Regions from separate parts of the Mus musculus genome. Here region 2 is linked to region 1. The links are chromatin contacts, called in public promoter capture Hi-C maps. All regions are on one chromosome and are shown on one strand. Each heading gives the region's core, a stretch centred on a gene start, on an enhancer-like site or on the middle of the called end of the contact. The rest is flanking DNA. Distances are from core to core; before and after follow the strand shown. Region 1 holds the start of Mall (mal, T cell differentiation protein-like). Region 2 holds the start of Morrbid (myeloid RNA regulator of BCL2L11 induced cell death).

What was found. Capture Hi-C pulls out chosen DNA fragments and counts their contacts.
Region 2: a promoter capture Hi-C map of adipose tissue shows a contact between it and region 1, with 6 times the contacts expected there. The contact joins the promoter of Morrbid here to the promoter of Mall in region 1. A contact is called at or near these places in 2 of 39 promoter capture datasets (hippocampal neurons and liver), 1 of 115 datasets of contacts at active chromatin or transcription factors (pancreatic cancer cells) and 2 of 9 other capture datasets (adipose tissue and embryonic stem cells).

The regions. Positions count from the first base shown.
Region 1 is chr2:127,727,489-127,733,682 of GRCm38.p6, reverse strand. It overlaps Mall (mal, T cell differentiation protein-like), which reads left to right and starts at 3,786. Exons shown (of 4, transcript NM_145532.3): 1 at 3,786-3,927. The coding sequence starts at 3,817.
Region 2 is chr2:128,427,082-128,433,275 of GRCm38.p6, reverse strand. It overlaps Morrbid (myeloid RNA regulator of BCL2L11 induced cell death), which reads left to right and starts at 3,925. Exons shown (of 3, transcript NR_028589.1): 1 at 3,925-4,182. Gm36154 (a long non-coding RNA gene) reads left to right here. Exons shown (of 3, transcript XR_374969.3): 3 at 1,458-2,479.

The DNA.
Region 1 (6,194 bases), core at 2,537-5,036:
TCTTGGGTTCTATAAGAGAGCAGGCTGAGCAAGCCAGGTGAAGCAAGCCAGTAAAGAACATCCCTCCATGGCCTCTGCATCAGCTCCTGCTCCCTGACCTGCTTGAGTTCCAGTCCTGACTTCCTTTGGTGATGAACAGCAGCATGGAAGTGTAAGCCGAATAAACCCTTTCCTCCCCAACTTGCTTCTTGGTCATGATGTTTGTGCAGGAATAGAAACCCTGACTAAGACAAATTGGTACCAGTGGAGTGGGGTATTCCTGTGACAACCTGACCATGTTTTGGGGAGGACTGTGGAAGGACTTTGGAACTTTGGGCTTGAAGATCCATCCATTGTTAAGACCTCTGTCGGATGTTGTGTAGGAGCTTGGAAGATAATGTTGAGAACACTGCAGAAGTTGGAGCTCTGGTGTGTGAAATTTCAGAGGGAAAATTAAAGACTCTTTTCAGGGCCATTCCTGTTTTGATTGTGAAGATTCTGTAGTTCTGGTTAGCTGGGGCTGAAGAATCAGCTGTGATTAACAAGATACCAGAACTACTAAAGCAAAAACTTTGCATTACTGGGACTATTGATGCTGGTTAGCTGGAGCTAAGAAATTAGCGGTGATTAAGAAGAGACCAGCATCATTGAGGTGACATCTTCTGGGAAGTGTTTTCTGAGAGCACAGTGGCTGCGTTCCAGATATAGCCAAAGTTGTACCTTGTGCTGTGGCTGGACTTGGTAATGTGTAAGGGTCACCCAGGTGGTACTGGTTTTGAAGGCATGAAGGAGTTGAGCAGAGCAGCTGAGGCTTGGCACTGTGAGAGGCCATGGAAGGCCATTGGTGAAAGTGCAGCCTCAGTTGCAATTGATGGCCCAGGACTGAAGGGGTCATGCAGTGTTTTGGAGATGCCAGTACCATGAGATGACCACCAAGAGCAGCAGCAGCAGTGGAGTACAGGCATCTGGAGCCTAGAGGATGACGTGTGTGCTACAAAGGGCAGGGCTGGAGAAGTGACCCAAGCCCTTGGAGGAGCCCAGAAGATCGTGAGTTGGATCCCAGACATTGGACGGTTGGAGATTGACTTTTGCTTTTGATTGTGGCTGTGCCCTGATATTTTCCCTCTTGAAGGAAGAAACTGTTTTAGTGGAGCCCACAGTTAAGAGACTTTTAATTGTAAAAAGACTTTGTATTTTAAAAGAGATGGATATTCTAAAGAGATTGAAATTTTAAGAGTATGTAAAGACTGTGACACTTTTAAAGTTATTTAGATCTTGGGGATGAATAAGAATGTAAGGGTTGAGGCTTACTAGTGGTGTGTTTGTGTGTCAAGTTGACAAGGGGTCAATTGTACTGGCTAGTTTTGTGTCAACTTGACACAGCTGGGGTTATCACAGAGAAAGGAGCTTCAGTTGAGGAAATGCCTCTATGATATCCAACTGTAAGGCATTTTCTCAATTAGTGATCAAGGGGGAAAGGCCCCTTGTGGGTGGGACCATCTCTGGGCTGGTAGTCTTGGGTTCTATAAGAGAGCAGGCTGAGCAAGCCAGGTGAAGCAAGCCAGTAAAGAACATCCCTCCATGGCCTCTGCATCAGCTCCTGCTCCCTGACCTGCTTGAGTTCCAGTCCTGACTTCCTTTGGTGATGAACAGCAGCATGGAAGTGTAAGCCGAATAAACCCTTTCCTCCCCAACTTGCTTCTTGGTCATGATGTTTGTGCAGGAATAGAAACCCTGACTAAGACAATAGCCATGCTCCAAGAAGTGAGGGGAAATCAGTCTATTTGCAACCAAAAGAAGACAAACCATTTCAACCACGAGACAGATGGTGCAAATGAGAATTGAGGTAAATTTTAGAGAGATAAACTACTCTAAAATGGCAAACCTTCGTGTACTCACACACACACACACACACACACACACATACACACTCACTCACACACACATACACCCTAACAGTAGGTGAAATTAAAATATGTAAAAAAAAATTCCACTTTAGATAGACTACAGAAACCTTATTTTTATAGGGTCTCTTTACTTCTCTCTTGCCCCATATGGCGGTCCTTGTATTAGATATATATAAACTAAAAATATTACCCAATAGCACTATGATTTTTGCTCTCAACCATAGTAATACTTTGCCCATATTTTTATCATCCACGATACTATTGCTTCATTTCGACTGCCACAAGCTCCTGACTGGTAGAAATTTTCTTTGCTGGAACTTGCGTGTGTGAGCACAGCATACTGTGAATTCACAGTATGTGAATATGTGTATATACAGATGTGTGCTCTATCATGCTCTGACATAATCCCTTGAGACGGGATCTCTCAGTGAATCAGGAGTGAGGCTAGCATCCAAAAAGAGCACCAGTGATGATCTGTGTCTCTGTGTCACTAGAACGTGTTTAGAAGCTGCTCTAGGAAGTACAGTGTGCATAGTTAACGTCACAGTCTACTCAGAATTGATACTTTCCAGGCCAGTGAGATGGCTTATCAGGTAAAGGCACCGTCCCTCAAGCCTGGTGGCTGGGCTCAATCCCTGGAACCTGTGTGTACCTCTTACCCTGCCCCATCTTCCCTGACGCCCCATGTAGATTATGGTCACATCCAAGGGGGCCACAGCCCCAAAGAGAGACATAGCACTTGTGTGTGACATTCAGAAAAGGTGGGTGGCTTTGGATCCATTCTGTCAGCAGTGTGGGGGCCTGAGCTTGTGAACTATACGCTCTAGGACTTGGAAAAGGTTGAGGACAGGCTGTCTGGAAGCTTGCTGGGAAGATCTTTGCCTTTCCCTGCAATGCCTTGGCTTCAAGCTTCATGTATCCAGACTCTGCTGGCTGCTCCAGACCAGGCAGAGCGAACCAGCTACTCCTCCCACCTTGCCCAGGACAGGCCCTGGAATTCCCTGCTGTTGCTAAGGAACAAGACACAGGGCTCTTGTGCAGGACATCCCCCAGTCCTTGGGACAACTCTTCCATGCCTCCTCTCCTACTCCTGAGGAGGCTTTTCAACTGGCCTGCTGGAGCCGAAGAGGGGAGGAAGAAGGCTCTGGGGCGCCAGGCCTTCCCTCAGGGCGGTGGGAAAACAAACCAAGGTTAGTGGGTTGTTAAAGAAGAAGGTGGCCCAGTCTCCAGCCCTGCCTGGCGTTGTGTGAAAGGAAGAGCTTTGGGTCTGGAAGCACAGCCAAGCAGCCAGCCCCAGGCTCTAAGCAGGAAGGAACTGCCTGGTCCCAACCCTGTGTCCTAGCTGGACTAGAACGACAGTGAGAGGAGGACCCAAGAGGGACTCAGAGTACCTGAGGAGGGAGGTGAAAACCAGGCTGCTCCAATCCTTCATTTAGACTCTGAGGACAAAAGCAGATGCTGCTTTTGTGACCACTCTGTGACCTTAACTGGAAAGGTACAACAAAGCCACGTGGTGGTGGTCTATCTGAACTTCAGAAGTGTCTGAAGGTGGCTAACCACACAGTAGGTCCTCAGTAAACAATCTTTATCTTAGCAAAAGAGCCCTTGCTTACACTCTGAGCATAGAGATCACCAGGAGCATACATACAAAGCTGTTCCTTTCATCTCTTCTGGAGTCCTTTGCTCCAGCATTCAAAGTTCCTTAGCAGGGAAAGTCTAGAAAGACCCTCTGCGAGGCTGGTCCTGTCCCCTCTCCTGGCTAGCACAGTGCACAGAAGGGCCCCCGCTCTACTGGAACCTTTCTTTTCCCCTCCCAGGCGACGTCCCTCCGACCGATGGGTGTGTCTGTCTGTCGGGCGGGAGGTGATTCTTGAACAGCTGCGGGCGCAGGCGAGTGCTACGGAGTAAAGACGCCAGCAGAGGTGACAGCATGGCCTCCCGGGACACACCGCCGGCCACCAGCTACGCCCCGCCTGACGTGCCCTCGGGGGTCGCCGCCTTGTTCCTCACCATCCCCTTTGCCTTCTTCCTACCGGAGCTGGTGAGTTGACTGCCCCCACCTGCGGGGAGGGAGGGGCAGACCCGGCAGGGAACCTCGCTGGCAGTTAACTTCAGGCTCCCTCTTTCCCTGTGGGTTTCCCAGGCTGGGTTCCTCTAGAGCAAGTTTTCCTCTTTCCCAAAGGATGAGGAGCTAATCCCCAGGCCACTTTCTTGCTGGAGGGGTCCAGCCACCTTCTAGACTATCCAGACCTCTAAGAAACTTCTACTGCCTGGTTTCTTTCCCCCTAGCTGTTTGTACTTTACTAAAGTTCAAAGAACTAGGGGTCTCTCTAAAGGGCCTTCTGAAAGAAGGTCTCCCAGTATTTTCTCAAATCACATCAGCTGACTTTGAACTTTGATTTACGTGTGTTCCCTGCCGAAGGGAGCTCATGACAGCATCGTCCATAAAACAATCTGAACCGCCCAGGTGACTCTGGGAAACTTGTTGCTGCCCGACTCTGGGACACGGCAGAGCAGAACTAGGCGCTGAACCCTGCCAGCACTCGGCAATGCATTCAGTATTTCCTCAGCTGGCTCCTGCTACTATCCACCTCCCCTACTCCCTGCCACGCCTCCTGTAATATCTAGTTTGTGGGTGAAATTTTCTTCCTAGCCCTGAATTTGACCATGCTGCCTCTGGGCGGGGAGGAAGACTTGGAGTAGGACAGGTTACATAAAATGGGTGTGGCCAACGCTTTCCCTTCTGGTCTTCATGGAAGGTTAGGTCCCATTGAGTGACCTTTAGGCAAATTGCTTAAACAACAGCCATTCTTGGGAAGCGTCCTTGTGGGTCCCACAGGTGGGTGGCCTTGATAGAGACTCCACCTAAGAGGCAGGTTTCTTCTAGCACCAGTCCCCCACAAACGTGGGCATCCAGCCAAGCTGATCAGATCCTGAGCTGTGTGCCAGGCCCTGGGTGTGGGCCTCACTTTGGAACAGTCGCATGGGTGACAGGATGGCTCTGCCACATTCTATTGAGCTTGCCAGTCACGCAAATCATCATCAGAGGAGTGGCTACCTCCCAGGGGTCTCTGTGGCTGGAGAGAGGTTTGGGGGCATTTTTTAGAATGCAGCACACTGTCCTGGCCAGAGGAGGGAGGGGTCTAGGCCTGTCACTCCCTGGAAGAAGGCTGGATTCCTGAGGCAGGAGAGCAGCCAGGTAGAGAGTTGTCACTAGAGGTGCTGACAGTTGTCCCCTGCAGTTGGATTCCTGGAAAAGTACTTTCATGGTGTCCTGGGACTTTGAGGGGATGAGGTCATTGTCATTGATTTGATTTTCTTGACTTATTTTTAAATAGTTTTAGATTTCTCCTAAAGCCATAGCGGCAGCATAGGAAGTCTGCTCCTCACTCGGAACCCCACAGGGCTCTCCAAACCAGGAAGTTAAAGTTAGCACTCTGCCATTGACCATTGTTGTTCTATTTGCTCATTTCCCCACTAATATCCTTTCCCTAGCCCAGGAGCCAGGTCAAAACTCCTGATTGTGTTGGCTGTCCTTTCCCCTTCAGTCAGGGGCGGTTCCTCTGCCTCCATCTTGGTATTTTGGAGAAAGCACTGGCCGGCCGGCTGTGACAGACCCTTGTTGCAGTTAGCCCTGTCTGTGTTTGCTCGCTGTAACTCTAGTTTTCATTTGGAAGTCATCTTCATTCATTGATGAAAACTTAGAAAATGCAGAATTGTGTTCACAGACGGAGCACATGCATCATCTGTGTGTGTGTGTGTGTGTGTGTGTGTGTGTGTGTGTGTGTGCATATGCAAGTGAGGGGGGGTCTGTGTGCATGGGTGAGTCTGTGTGTGAACATGTGTGTGAGTGTGTGTGTGAGTGTGTGTGTATGTATGAATGTATCTGAGTGTGTGTGTGTGTGTGTAAAATATCTGTATCTGAGTGTGTGTGTTGAGTGCATTATTCTGCACATGCTTCTTGTACCTGCTATGAGCATGCATAGAAGAACTCCAGGATAATGTGTGTGCCTGTATGGAGCATGGGAAAGGAAGGGAAAAGATCAGATTTTGATGTCATGGGCAGAAGAAGCTGGGAAGCTGTTCTGGGTGCTGAATCAGTTTGTCCCAGGCCCTTCTTTGGCTCTGCTGCTCTGATGTCTTCTCCCTCCACTGTCCACTGGGGCAGTGTAAAAGCACCATGCCTCCAGGGACCCCTGACCCTTAGCCCTCTGGTCTGAGACAAAAGTCTGTATAGAAGGCATTAGAAAGCAGGGAGACCAGGACACTTGTGCAGAGCACAGAAAGCAGAGCCCAAGTACTAGGATG
Region 2 (6,194 bases), core at 2,676-5,175, 700 kb before region 1:
CTGTGGCTTTGGGTCACTGCAAAAGTAAAAGAAGCCATTCAGAGAAGGCCGGGAAACCTGGGGATGGGGGTGGGGGTAACCAGGGAGAATGAATGGAGATTTCAAGGCCTAGAAAGCAGGGGCTGGGTGGGGGAGGGGAGGGTGACCCTCAGGGCCCACAGTGCTTCCCCAGGCACCTCCTCTCAGGCCTGGAGTCAGAGTGGCCTTGCTTAGGTAAGAACTAAAACTCTCTTTTCCACTAAAAGCCCTCAACGATTAATAGGAATGAATTTTGGCAAAATCAGATTAGATGGAATCCAACCATCTGCCAGCCACCCCACACAGCAAGTGTGATTTCCTCTCAGTGCAATTAAAACAGAGTTCTTGAGAGAAGTATGCCTTGGAGGTACATTCGAGGGAGTCATTAGGGCCATTATGAACAATGAGAACTGAAAATTAAGCTAATATTGCTAAGGACTCATCTAGAGGTTAAGATGCTGTTGTCTCAGAGAAGAGGATCCATGCCATCTCAAGGCAGTCTGCATCCGACCAAGGAGGTTCTAGATGTTCTTTTAAAAAGATAGTTTTGACAGATTAGCCTATACAATTTGGTACTTATATCATGTCATGGGAAGGCATTGCGAGATATTGGTTATAACTGAGAGAAGCTGCCCACATGCTTATCTGTCAGTCCCAAGTAAGAGTTGCAACTGCCCTCTTAGAAACTGGGTTACTTTACTTTTTTCCTGTTTCAAAACTACAGTCTGTCTTCACTGAGCCAGAGATGCCTAACCTGAACAATAACCTCAGACCAGAGCTATGGTGTCTGCAGGGCTAAAGGAAACCCGGAACACTGACTGGTGGGCGATGTCCTGGTTGATAGTGAGCTCCTAACGCTGTAACTCATCCATAGGCCAACAAAACCGCGAGTTACACACAACAAGGGGCAGCTACAGCATCCAAATGGGGTATTTGATTAAGATAAAAATCTCATTATGTAGTCTAGGCTGACCTTGAACTCACAAACCTCTGGCCTTTCTCTCTCCAATACTTATATAGGTGTGTAGTACCATGCCTAGCTTCTGCCATTTAACTGGATGTCATTGTTCCTCAAAGTGCCACGTATCCATTTCCTTGATGCTGCGTTGGAGGGTGCTGCTTGTAGGTGTGGCTCCCTCTCTTTTGGCTGAGCTCACCCTGATCCCAGCTACTTACCGCCAAGCTGTGTCTAGGGTCACAGAGGCTGCCAGGTCAGGTACCTGGTCACCATGGCCTCCTGAGCCTTGGCCAACATGCCCCACCCTGTTTCTGTCTGACGGGAACTCCTTGGAGTCCTGGCCAGTCAGCCTCTTCTGCCTTCTTGAAACCTCCAGCCCTTGGCTGTGAGCCCTGGCTTTCTTGGTTCTCCTCCAGGCTCACTGGCCAAGGGTCCAAACCGCCTTGCTCATCTTTCATCTCTATGTGTCTCTCCCCTCCAGGCCGGGCCTTTAGATCACCACCTCTGAAATCTTCAACACAAACCTACTCCTGGCATTTAAAGTCTACCAACATCTTTATAAGCATCTCCACGTGACATCTGATAGGCAAAGCCAAACAGCAGCGGAAACGGAGCCGGTGTTCTTGATGTCTTCCTCACTTGGACTGTCTCCTCCCTCAACTCCCTCAACCTTCCTCCTCTTAGCAGGTGGCACCACTCTGCTCCTCAACCCTAAAGTCCAAGAGTTCTGTTGGAGTAATCTGTACCTACCACTGGGCTACCCAACCCATCCCACACCTCTGACTGCACACATTGCTTGGATTCCATCACCCTCATCAGACCCAAAGTGGAGGTGACCAGACTCCCATGTGCTCTGCTTTTAGCAAGTGTTATCCTTGGAAAATTCCAATCAGACCCCTCCACTCTCATATAATCCAGCCTGTCTCATGCTATCTTATTCCAGCAGGCACAGCAGCCCAGCCCCTTCCTTGCCTCCTTCCCCAGCCCCAGGCCTGTCTCAGCAGCCCACTCATCTCAATGGCTTTGACTTTATTAGCAATTTTTCACACTGACCACATCATGATCTCGAGTTCGTCCTGTGTGCTTATTTTCTGTCCTATCCCTTGAGAATACAAGCTTCCTGAGCACAGGGGACCTTCCCTCCCGACCCCACCCCCTGCTGTTTCCCAAGGCTCAGCATCAGAGCCTGGCATCTGGACCACATTTGTTGAGTCTGTGAATGACTGAACTCCACACTTCCTGTCCTTTGCTCTCAGTACGCTGCCATTGTCTTCACTACTGTCCGCATTGTTAAATAACCGTTTGTGGTCGTGCATTTTATTCATAGGCTCTGAATTTTAACAAGAGGTTACCTCTTTAGTGTGCAAGTCGTCTCTTTGAGCCTAGACTTTTGGTTGTGGCCCGTGACTCAAATACTATACTGGTAGGAAAACTTTCAACAGCAAACCACACACATTGTCAGAGGCCAGCTTTGACCTGCTCAGTGGTATAAGAGAACAGAGACACTCACCACAGTTACAGACCCTGGAGTTAGCTTTTCATTTTCATACAGAGGAAGGAACTACCATTGTCTGGATTTTGCAAATGGGCCAAGTATATCGGTCTTTTAATGATAACCAGTTATGGTTTGTATTGAAAAGCCCTCCCCTCATATATTTTGCTGTTCTCGGAAGTCTGGGCAGACTGTGCTAGATAGCCTGCTCAAACAACACGATGTCCTGGAGGAGCTGGACTGGTGTTTGGAGGCTTTAGAGGACAATGTACTTGCAAGCTGTTGCCAAGGCCAAATCCTCCGTCTCCTTAGGACTGAACATTCTCAACCTTCCTAGCCCTGCTACTCCTTTAATAAGCTCCTCATGTTGTGGGGAGCCCCAACTGGAGATTATTTCCATTGCTACTTCATAACTGGAGTTTTGCTACTGTTATGAATTATAATATAAATATCTGTGATTTCCAATGGTCTTGGTTGTCCCCTGGGAAAGGGTCATTTGACCCTCAGAGGGGTCTTGACCTATGAATGGATGAGTTTCTTCCCTTGCCCCTGTACCCCCAAATTCTCTCTCCTCCCTGCCTATACTGTTAGCTTTTCCCTAACCTGTTTAAGAGACTCTCTGGCACACATATCTGCTCTTACGTATGCTGTGTTAAGATTCTCTGATATACTGAAATGTACGTTTCAAAAGTGAAACCTCTGCTTTTTTTTTTTTTTTTTTTTTTTTTTTTTGGACAGTGCTGACTTTTGGGGGCAGGGAGGGGTGGGCAAAGATATCAACAATCACAGCAACCCTACCTGGCCTCACCAGAGGCTGCTCAGTGGTACATGGGTTCCGCTTTCTCTGGAGTACTTCTCATAGTTCAAAAAAGCTTGAAGCTGCGGAAGACAGCCCCGCCCTCTGCATCATTCAAAAGAAAACTCAGACATAGAGGCGGGCTCTTGGTTCTTGCATGGAAACGTTCAGGATTCTTTCAAAGTTAGAGAACCATAACTTTGTTTTTTACTCCTTGGTTCTTTTATTCATGTGATTTAGCCTAGCAAGACTAAGTCACACATGCTAACAGCCAGCTCAGAATAGATATAATGATTTTAGATCAAAACTCTGTGCAGAAAAAAAAAAATCATGGACTGAAATAGGGGATATCAGGGCCAAGCAAACTCAGATGCCTTAAGGAAATAGCAAAAATGGGTTCTTCCCTCTTCTGTGGACGGCCAGCGTGTTACAGCACCCGTGTGCATGTGAGATCTCTGCCTTTTATTTTCAGTTACCCCCAAGTCTCCTAACCAAAGCGTCTCCTCCCTGATGAGGGTGATCACTGGCTACAAGCCTGGGGCTTCCACACCCAAGGTCTGGGAAGCTGCTCTTTCCGGAAGGGTGGTAGAGACCCTGGGAACCAGACCAGGCGGGCTCACAAAGTATGAAGAGAATGTCGGGAGAGGAAGTGGTGGCTCTGAGTCAGCACGAGTCATCTGGTTCCAGTGACAATGAAGACTGAGGTGTCTGCTTTGCAGTTTTTTTTTTTCTTTTCTTGTCTTTTTTTTTTTTTTTCCTAATCATGTGGACATCTCTGAGAATGAGGGGACTGGGTGACTTTGCAGTGTCTGCTTTCTAAGTTTCAAAGTGACTTTCCAGGCAAGCTGCGCATATCTTGGGATCTTCACAGCACAGTGGCTGGGAAGGCAGGCGGACCCGTCTATCAGCTTCTCCCTGGTGAGTACTCTCAGTCAAAGATGTTTTCCGTGCACCTCTGAGCTGTGACAGCTGCTGTGTTCTGGGGTAGACACTGCTTCTCCCAGACTTTGAAGGTTTTGTGAGGTCAGAAAAGTGGCTCCCTCTGCCTCCAGCCCACCTGTTGTGTCTGTTGCGGGACTCTTGGAGGAAGTTTCTGAGCTGTGCCTTGTGGATGGTGGCTGTGTGTTATGCTGTCTCAGAGGAGAGCGTGAGGCTTGCCTGGGAAGGAAGCCACCACGGATTCCTAGCTAGAAGCTAAAGTGAAGGTCAGAGACGGAGGTGGGTGAGTTTGTGTTAACTGGGCACTGAGGTTGAACTAGTTTCCGCTCCTAAGAAGCAGAAGGAAGAGCCAACCCCGGGGGCAGCTTCTGGTCTCTGACTCAGGCAGCCAGGCCTGAGCTGTCCAGCTTCAGGGCAAGAAGTATGGCAGCGAGGCAGAATTTTGTCTTTTCTCTGAACACGCTACATCCCGTGCTTCCCTTTAACGCTCCAGGTGGAAAATGTGTTCAAAAGCAGAAAGAAAAGCCACAGGCTAGGGACCAGGAAGGGCATGGTGGAAGATGGGGGAAGGGAGTGGGCTGAGTTACTGCTATTCTTACAAACATCTTTACTGTCAAATAAACAGTTACAGTAACTGCTGTGCCACTTTTAAAGCAAATCTAAAAAGCGGTCATTTGCTTAAAAAGCTGCATAGCAGGCTGCAGGGAAGACAGGAGCCTGTTCTGAGCAACTCACTGGGGCGTGTGGGGCTTCCCGGGTTAAGAATGAGTCAGCAACCTAACTGAATGAGCCCTGAGAGCAGCTCCATTCACTCTGAGCGTAACAGGAGTTTGCCGGCTCGGGTCTTTGCATGATATCAGCATTGCCTGGCCCTCTGTGAAGAGGATAGTCACACACGTTCAGCTTTCTCCTGGAATGTACCTGAGAGGTCTCTTGGCTGTCTCCTTGTCAGGAATACTGTGTTCGGCTTCTTCAGCATGCCTGGGCTGATGACAATCATTTTGGGTCCTGCCCCTGACCGAGCACAGAGTTTGTTAAACGAACTCTGGGGTGCAGGAAGGACCAGGGTAGTCTAGAGCCGCAGTCGCACCCCACCCTTTGAAATAGTTCACACCCTTATGATTGGGAGAATCGGGTGAGACATGAATTTTGAAGCTGGCTTCCACAAGAGGCAGGCACTAACTTGGCTTAAATAAATCAGAGTGCAAGCTTCAGAGAAAGAAAGCCTCCAAATACCTTTGAGAAGAATTCCTATCCTAGAGCAGTTCTATACACGGAACCCAAGGAGTCGCCAAAGGCTTCACAGGTCAACACAGGGTTTGAATCTTTTCCTGGCTAGTTCTGTGGCTCTGCCTGAAGATTGTTTATCTGTGTTTAGATAACTGTGGGTGGGTCCCAGCTCTCTGGGGCCACACCCTGAAGCCACAAAACTTGGATAGCAAGATTAAGATTGGATTAGAAGGGAGGCCAGTGGGCCCCAGGTCCTGCTGACCCACTTCTGGAGACCTTGGACTTCTAGATCATTGTTCATCTACCCCCGCGCAAGGGGCCCAAGGAGTTAGCACCTGCCAGGAATTCAGGAAAGGGCCTGGATGGAGGCAGGACTCCAGTATCTTACCTCTCCCTGGTCCACTTAGTTTCCAGTCCTCTGAAGGCACATAGTTTGCATGTTTGTAGTTGGCCACAGGACTTTTACAGAAAGTGATTGACAAGCCAGAGGTAGCCAATAGAGAGAGCCCATCATTCCTAGTTGGTTTGGTGCTCTTGGTAAGTAAGCTGTCCAAGTAACCAGAGAAATGCCACGTCATGGGATCAAGAATTGTGGCACAGTATGTCTGTGGGCTGAGCACACTTACATGGGTTCCCATGTCGTCACATATATGCAGGTCACAGCAGTGAGCCTATCGCTGGGTTTTGTGTCTTCAAACCTCATGTGAGGATTGCTGGATTATGGCTTGGTGGTGTTGTGTTTTGTTTTAGGCATTGATTTT